Regions from separate parts of the Mus musculus genome. Here region 2 is linked to region 1. The links are chromatin contacts, called in public HiCAR-type maps. All regions are on one chromosome and are shown on one strand. The core of a region is the stretch at or near the end of the contact, and the rest is flanking DNA. Distances in the headings are between cores, read along the strand shown.

Evidence for each region. HiCAR-type assays count read pairs that join an accessible place to other places.
Region 2: a HiCAR-type map of astrocytes shows a contact between it and region 1, with 2.4 times the contacts expected there. The contact joins the enhancer-like site here to the promoter of Cdk7 in region 1. A contact is called at or near these places in 3 of 39 promoter capture datasets (cranial neural crest, hippocampal neurons and pre-B cells), 1 of 484 Hi-C or Micro-C datasets (cortical neurons) and 2 of 115 datasets of contacts at active chromatin or transcription factors (astrocytes and differentiating embryonic stem cells).

Annotation. Positions count from the first base shown.
Region 1 is chr13:100,729,338-100,733,465 of GRCm38.p6, forward strand. Cdk7 (cyclin-dependent kinase 7) reads right to left here and starts at 1,605. Exons shown (of 12, transcript NM_009874.3): 1 at 1,437-1,605; 2 at 1,121-1,180. The coding sequence starts at 1,502.
Region 2 is chr13:101,715,286-101,719,441 of GRCm38.p6, forward strand. The region is part of intron 2 of Pik3r1 (phosphoinositide-3-kinase regulatory subunit 1); the gene reads right to left. Among named protein-coding and RNA genes, the nearest start is that of Pik3r1, 51 kb to the right of the region's middle. Within about 2 kb of position 2,571, at least 22 of the 459 cell types and tissues checked have an H3K27ac peak or open chromatin away from gene starts, as enhancers often do. A contact at or near this core is called in astrocytes, where this site is marked.

The sequences.
Region 1 (4,128 bases), core at 355-2,854:
TACAAAAATAATGTCTTAAAATAAAACAATGATAGTAACAGAATCACTGAAAAGACAGCAAGCCAAATACTAAATGAATGAAAAGGGGAGGCTGCCAGATGCGAGTGTAATTCTCCATACTTCAAAGGAATTGTGAGATTACAAAGGAAACAACAGATTCAAAGAAGCACAGAAATACAGAGCTCAACCACAACAGGCCCTGAGTTCTATTCGGAGTCGCAGAGTCACCATGAGCTGGCTATAGATGTCAGCAGAGGAACGAAGCTCAACCAACTGCTCTGTTCTAATGCCTCCACATTCCTAGCTGTGCGACCCTCAAGTCATCTAACTAGCCTCAGGTACCTCAAAGGGGAGGCAAAGACACTTTACCTATTTCACGGACTATTTGGAGGTTAAGTGGGGGAAGAAAAAAAAAATAGTCAAAAGTGTTTGGCACACAGGAAATTATATCAGGGTGTTGTTAATGAATTTAAGTTTTAAGAATACTTAAATCTTTCTAGAAATTACACTATTATCAGTATTGCTGATGCCAATGAAAACCTTCGTGTATAGATAACACACCTTTAACAACCTTTGACATGGAAAGACCATGCCATCCAAAAGGACTGAAGAGACGCTGTCCTTGCCTCCATAGCCAACAACCAACTTTTAGGGGATGAAACGTTTTAACTTGAACAAAAACTGTTTCAGCCCGAGTTCCATCTTGAAACACAGGATACTAATAAATACTACTGTCTATAGAGTTCTTGTAACTCCTTCAATCAGTGTGACTGTGAGCAGTAAGATGAAGCCGAAGGTAGCCCATGTCTGTAATGCCCGGCACTCGGGAGGCAGAGGCAGAAGGATTTCCACGAGTTGGGAGACCAATCTGGACTCCATAGCAAGACTATCTCACAGACAGCCATCCATCAACTGTTAATGCACGGGCATTTACTCTCTAAGAGTTGCCTGGCGTGGTGGAGTACGCCTGCAAACCTGCAAACCCCCCAAACCCCCAAACACAAAGCAGAAGGGTTAAGGCTCGCAGCAAGTTCTAAATAGCGAGGTCCGTGCCAGCAAGGGCTACGTGGCAAGCAAGACGCAAAGACTGGAGAGGAAACAACATAAAAAGGCAACTCACTTTCTTAATGGCGACGATTTGGTTGGTGTTCTTGTCCCTGGCCTTATAGACCGTCGCAAACTAGAAAGGGGAACAGTAACAAAGTCGTAAGAGGTCTTTCTTTACCTGCTGGTTGGTTTTTGGCCCTTCCCCACCTCCCCCTTTTAAGAACAAAGAAGCCCTGATTCTGGAGGGGACTGGCCACGGCCTGCTACGTGGTCTGGAGGCCTCTTCTTCAGCAGGGAAGAAGCAATTCAGGGATGGTGACAAGGGGACCGAGCAGCCGGCGGTGGCCAGGCTGTGCCTGCCTGCGCGAGAACTCAGCCCCAGGCCTCACCTGTCCCTCTCCGAGGAAGTCCAGTTTCTCATAGCGCTTCGCTCGAGACTTCACGTCCACAGCCATGCGAGTGAGAAACCAGACCCGGGCACCCAAGCTAAGCCCTCCACCCCGCAGGAATTTAAAGCGTCCGAAAGCTGCCCAACAGCTACTTCCGGTCGCTGGACGCACACGACCTACGGGTCCCGCCCATACTTCCGCTGTGGGCGGGGCCAGTCCTACGGAAGCTGAGTTGGGCCGCGAACCCTGCCCTTCCCCGCTGCCACGTGCACACAGTACCCGGAAGCTGTGCTGTCCTAGACTGCAGTCAGTGTCCATTTGTTACTGGATTTTGTCTTTAACGTGGATTTTTTTTTTGCTTCCAAAGATGATAGGCCAGGGTTCTGACGTGGTATTTCTAAGTTCGGAATGTAGCAGAAGTGTAAGGGCTTGCCCTTGCAGCTGTCTTGCTTTGCGTTACTGTGTCGCCTGAGTCTCTATGGACACCAAACCCCTCCATTTGTTTTGTTTTGTTTTTCTTTTTGTGCATGTTTTTTTCCTCCCCCCCCCCCCCACTAATTTATTGACTTATTCTCTTTACATCCTGATCTCTGCCCCACTTCCTCCAATCGGGTACCCCTCCCCGTCCCACCCTCAAGTTCTTAAAGGCTGATTTATGAAGAAACAGGCCCAGGAAATCAAAACCAAGTCCTACTGAATGCTATAGAATGAGCCTTTGGTCTTATAAAAATTTGAAACTAATGATTTAAGAAAAACATACAGGGGCTGGTGAGATGGCTCAGCAGATAAAAGCACTGACTGCTCTTTGGAAGGTCCTGAGTTCAAATCCCAGCAACCACATGGTGGCTCACAAACACCTGGAATGAGATTTGACGCCCTCTTCTGGTGCATCTGAAGACAGTTACAGTGTAACTAGTTATAATAAAAAATAAATCTTAAAAAAGAAAAAGAAAAACATACAGAGCCTTTACACATAGTAACAGTGTTTGCTATGTAATTAATGATTTCACTTTAAGCCTAGCTGTCAATTACTGGCTCCAGCAATGGTTTCCTTTTGAGTCATATCTTTGTTTCCAGTTTGCAGGGTAGAGGGTGGTTTTGTTGAGGCCTCAATTCCCTGGTGGATTTAAGAATTGATCTTCGGGCTGGTGAGATGGCTCAGTGGGTAAGAGCGCCCGACTGCTCTTCCGAAGGTCCAGAGTTCAAATCCCAGCAACCACATGGTGGCTCACAACCATCCGTAATGAGATCTGACTCCCTCTTCTGGAGTGTCTGAAGACAGCTACAGTGTACTTACATATAATCAATAAATAAATCTTTTAAAAAAAAAAAAGGAAAAAAAAAAAAAGAATTGATCTTCGGCTGGGCAGTGGACTGGGAGGCATAGGCAGGCTGATTTCTGAGTTCCAGGCCAGCCTGGTCTACAGAGTGAGTTCCAGGACAGCCAGGGTTACACAGAGAAACCCTGTCTTGAAAAACCAAAAAAAAGAGTTGATCCAAGGGCTAGAGAGATGGCTCAACATATAAGAGCACTGACTGCATATTCCAAAGGTCCTGAGTTTAATTCCCAGCAACCATATGGTGGCTTATAAGATCTAGTGTCCTGTCATGCAGGCATACGTGCAAATAGAGGACTCCTGATCTCCAAGCCCCTTAATACTTTTGTTAATAAAATTTAAGAGATCCATGCAAGGTTCACCATATCAAACCAAAATTGGGGGCATAATGAAGTTTTGCATTAGACAGAAACTAATCTGACTTTCCAAGGAACTAGCAGCCAGTTCTCCCAAGCTGGCCAGTTTTAGGTAACATAAAGAAGTACTTTAACCCATATGAAAAAGTAAAGTAAGCGTAATTAAGCAATCGGATTCTCCCTCTACTGTTTCCTGTTCTTGTTCCATCCCTACACATCCCTGTCCTGCCAGGCATGGCAGTGCACTTCAGCACTGGAAACACAGGCAGGAACCTTGCAATTTCCAGGAAAGCCTGGCCTACAGTCACACACACACACACACACACACACACACACACACACACACACACACAATCTGTTATTGGTCATTGGGAGTTTTTTCTATAATCCTGGGTTGATTAATACTCAATTCATAAATCACAAAATTCTACAACTACATAACTAACCAGGTTATAATCAGAATCCTACATGCTACAATAAACATGTAGTTAGACTCCACAGTGCTGGGCTGGTGAAATGGCTCAGCGGGTAAGAGCACTGACAGCTCTTCAGAAGGTCCCGAGTTCAAATCCCAGCAACCACATGGTGGTTCACAACCACCATAATGAGATCTGACACTCTCTTCTGGTGCATCTGAAGACAGCTACAGTGTACTTACTTATACTAAATCTTAAAAAAAAAAAAAAAAACCCACCTCATTTAAGATGCAAACATGCCTTTAGTCCCAGCACTAGTGAGGCACAGGCAGGCAAATCTCTGTGAGCTTGAGGCCAGCCTGATTTATTCAGTAAACTTCAGGCCAGTCAGGAATACAAAGAAAGACCTTGTCTCAAAATAACTAAAAATTTTTTAACAAATATGTATTGATTCCTATATGTCAAACATTATTGTAGATCTAAAAATACCTTTTAACAAAATATCCCACTGTAGTGTAAGATAAAAATATAGGTCCAGACCATCTAAGTCTACATAGTGAGATCCTGTCTCAGAAAAAAGTTA
Region 2 (4,156 bases), core at 1,321-3,820, 990 kb after region 1:
ACTGTGCACAGCGAATTAAAATGCTGAGCAGGAGGTAAATAGGGAAGAGAGTGAGCCCCCCACCCCCATTTCCTAGCAAGAAAATAATTTATAGTTGAGTCCAAGGAATTTCAAAGGCCAGTGATTTATAAGGAAGTTGGTCCTTTGGTCTGTTGGCTTAGAAAGATTTCATTTGAAGCATGACTTAGATAACCCCTAAAAGAAAGAATGGGGAGGTGGAAGTGGGGAGTAAGAGAAAAAAAAATCACATTTCACATATGTTCTCGTGGTGGCACTTGGCTCTTTGTTGAATGCATGAAGGAAGGAGTGTTAATGGCACCAGCTAAATGTCCCCACACCTTTTAACATGTATGCTCTTTTTTCTTTTTTCATACCAGCTCAAAGATGTATAGTCTTTATTGTTTTTTTGATGTAAAGACAAGGAAACAGAAGTTGAGAAATTAAGCCACTTGGTCCATGTCATAAGCTCCTAAGTAGTGTGTATGTGCTTAGCATGGGCCAGTTTTCTCTTCATCAGTCCCTGGTTTGGACATGTTTGCTATGATGTTTCCCAAAATTTCAAGGTTCCCAAATTTCAGTGGTAACTGCAGTAAGAATGTCATGTAATACAGAAGACATGTGATCCTCATTCCCATCAGGCAATGGCCAAGTACTGGTGGGTTCAAGAAAAGCCACCTCAACAGCAGCATCCGCTTATGTATCTCCTGCCCCCAAGTTAGACAGCAGATGTATTCTCTTCCATTCTCACACTGTTTTGATATACAGGTAATCAGGGGTACACACAGTGGAGCAGTGGGCACCCCTGTTCATAGCAGATGGAAGTAGGAACACCTTGCAGAACAAGGTGAGCGAGGGCTGGACGCAATGCTCACATCTCTCCTATATACATTTGATACTAAACCTCACCATCAAATGTATAAAAACGTGTTACAAATGCTCCAATGAAGCCAGATCATAGGAGGAGTTTGAGAAGCCCCAGATGCAATTAGAGGAGATGGAAGGGACTGGAAAGTTAACATGGTGACCCCAGAGGCCAGGAAGATGTCTGATCTCAGCTGGCAAACCCACTGATCAGGCAGAAGCAAATGCTGGCCAACGGAGGACAGAATTTGAGGAGGAGGAGCTGCCAAAGCAGTAAACTGGTTCAGATGAACAATGCTGAGAGTTTTAAGAAAGGCTGGATGGACATCAGAGGCAACAGAGAATCACCAGACCCCATCCTAGTCAGCCATTACTTTTCTCTGACATTTAAAAATATACTGAAAACTTGAATGCCTGGCTATACTCCACCTAGACCCAACAATTAATATTTTGTCATAAATGTTATCTGTAATTATTTTTATGGTACATTTCAAGGTAAGGGATGTGATTCAGTTGCCTTGGACTATATTGTGTTTCCCATAAATCATATGTTGAAGTCCTTTGAGGTACCACCCTCTGCCCCTAAAGTGAGGATACTCAAGAGACAGCCTCTGGAAGATTATTGAGTTTAAATGAGGTTTGTGTGTGTGTGTGTGTGTGTGTGTGTGTGTGTGTGTATGGGGGGGGGGGGGTCCTTCATAATGAGAGCAGTGGTCTCACACTTTCCAGAGGAGGATCTGTGGAAGGAGGCATAAGGCTTCCTTACCAGGTCTTTACCAAATTACCAGAGTTTACTAAGGTTTTATGGTAACCTGAGCTCATGTATCAAGATCCACACCTAAAGTGAAAACAAAGCAAAACAAAACAAAACAAAAAACTTCCTTTGTCTAGAAAGTCAGTAGCAAACTCTTTTAAGTATTTAGAAAACACCTCTATGGGTAAGAATGTTTCTGACAGTGATGAAGAAAGAGGGTTGCTGTATAAGGTTTCAGGTACTTATCAATAATTCCAGCTGAGCAAGTGATTGATACCCATGCTTCGAGATCTCAGACCACAACTTTCAAGGAGCAAGAATTGAGGATGAGTGTTCCTCCAGCTATAAAGAGAAAAGGACGCCAGGAGCCAGAATACTGATAGCTGTTCCCTAGCTGTGCTTGGTTTCAAAGGCTGGTTTTACAGTGAAACTCCGCAAAACACCTTGTGTTACGCAGCAGATGGAACTAAGTAGAAGGTCTCCCTGTCTCAGTGATTAAGTTGGATATCCTACCTAATGTCATATCAACAGATATTGGGGGCAGAGACCCTTGTTGTTTGGTGCATCTCGAGAGTCACAACTTGACTGAGGTCCCGAAGTTCTGGCTAAGGGCAAGACTCCTTGGTTTGGATGTGTGGTTTGGAGAGACTGTGGAAATGGGGCATTGGAGATGCAGTGGAGCCCAGTTACCATGACTAGAGGTGAGAAGCCCCTTGTCTTTCACTCTCAAACCCCTAAGAGCTTGGGAGGCCGTATAATTATCCCCATTTTACAGATGAGGAAAAGGAAGATTTAAAATAACGACGTGATTTGCCCAAAGTTAGTACAGCAGTTAAGTGGCAAACTAATCTGAATGGATCCAGTTTGCTTTCTTGGGAGGCCCACTTGGTGCGCGCTGGAGGTTACCCAGCCAAGAACAGAGGCTGCAAAAAGCTTTGAATAAGATGGATATAAACGATCCTGGCAACACGTACGGGCCTTGGTGACAAGAAGCATGTTTGTTCAAGTCGGGCTGGGATTGGTGGGTCAGCATCTTACCATCACTTCTCCTTTATCAGGCCTGAGCCCCTGCCAGGCTAAATATTTTTGGGACAGCATTTATTAAATATTTTTCTCATAAGGCTAAACTAAGCACATTCTTCCTCAGGAATGTCACTGGGTTTATTCAGCTAAAAATAACTGGCCAACTTATCATATTTGGCAAACTATGAAGGGCTCACTGTGAGTCATCAGGTGGAAGAAAGGTCCAGTAAAGACCTGGGCACTGGTGGGTATGAGCATTAGCTGCCCTTCCAAAGGACTCAGGATCGATTGTCAGTGCCCGCACAGCAGTTCACAATGGCTAACTCCAGTCCCAGGAGATCCAGTGACGACTTGTGGCTTCTGAAGGCAGGACATGCACACGGCACCCACACAAAACACCCATACGTGTAAAAATAAATAACCACAACAAAATATATGGAGACTAGAATATCAGAGGAAGAAGAAGAAGAAGAGAAAGATGGATTGCATATGGGATGGGCAAGAAAGATGAATGACTCAAAAATACTGAATGGAAAATTCACAATAAAATTCGAGAAATACATGAGAAACTGAGGTTGTAACAGTCAGAGTTATTCATTAACAAAACCCCTTAATTAAAAAAAAAAAAGACACAGGCAGAAAGCTTTATTCCACAGAATAAAGGCAAATGATCTTGAGATAAAGGTAAACACAGCCTTAATGGTGTGAAGGGTCATGGTTTGAAAGAAGTCAAGCAATATGTCTTTACTACTACTGTTCCGCGCGGGCAATTAATTCTGGTGGGCGAACACATTTTCCTCTATCAAAAGACACCACATTCATCAAATAAATGAACACAAACTTACCCACCTCTTCACTAAAGAAGTGACCTTGGCTTTAAGAACGTTAAATGGGCCCACTGAAGCAAGATGGACTGTCTCAGTACAGTCTCTTACAAGCACCGCCAGTTGGAACTAGTACTAAGCTATGGCAACTCATTTATGTCAGGCTAACTTTTTTTTTCCCTTAACTGCAATACCAGGAAGCACTGTAGATAGAACTGTCGCAAAATATTAAGTATATATTGATTGCATCTGACCTTGTTCCGCCAAAGATTCTCAGAATAAGCTAACAAACAGGGAGATGACATTTGAGGAGTGCTTGTGTCGTAATAATTGCTTAAAGGTCTGGGGGGCGGGGGGGGGAGCGTGAAGTAGGCAACTCAATATAAAGGAGCAACCTGCTGAATGAAAAGTTGTAAAATAAGCCTGCCGCCCATCTGGGTGGCAACCAGTCAGGCTTTTTAATCAACACCTTAGCTCCTACTCCTGCAGACAGGACGCAGCTGAAACTTCCTGGCTGCAAAGTGGGATTGGTGGGAAAATGCTGATTTTCTATAAATGGAAATACCTGGGATGTTGTTAATGAAAAAGAACCAGTGACTCAGCCTGGCAGAGGGGAAGGCACTGCCCTCGCTGTGGGGTGCTCTCTTCTGCCATTAGCATCTCACAGAGGACCCTTTCTGTGTTCCCCTTCCGC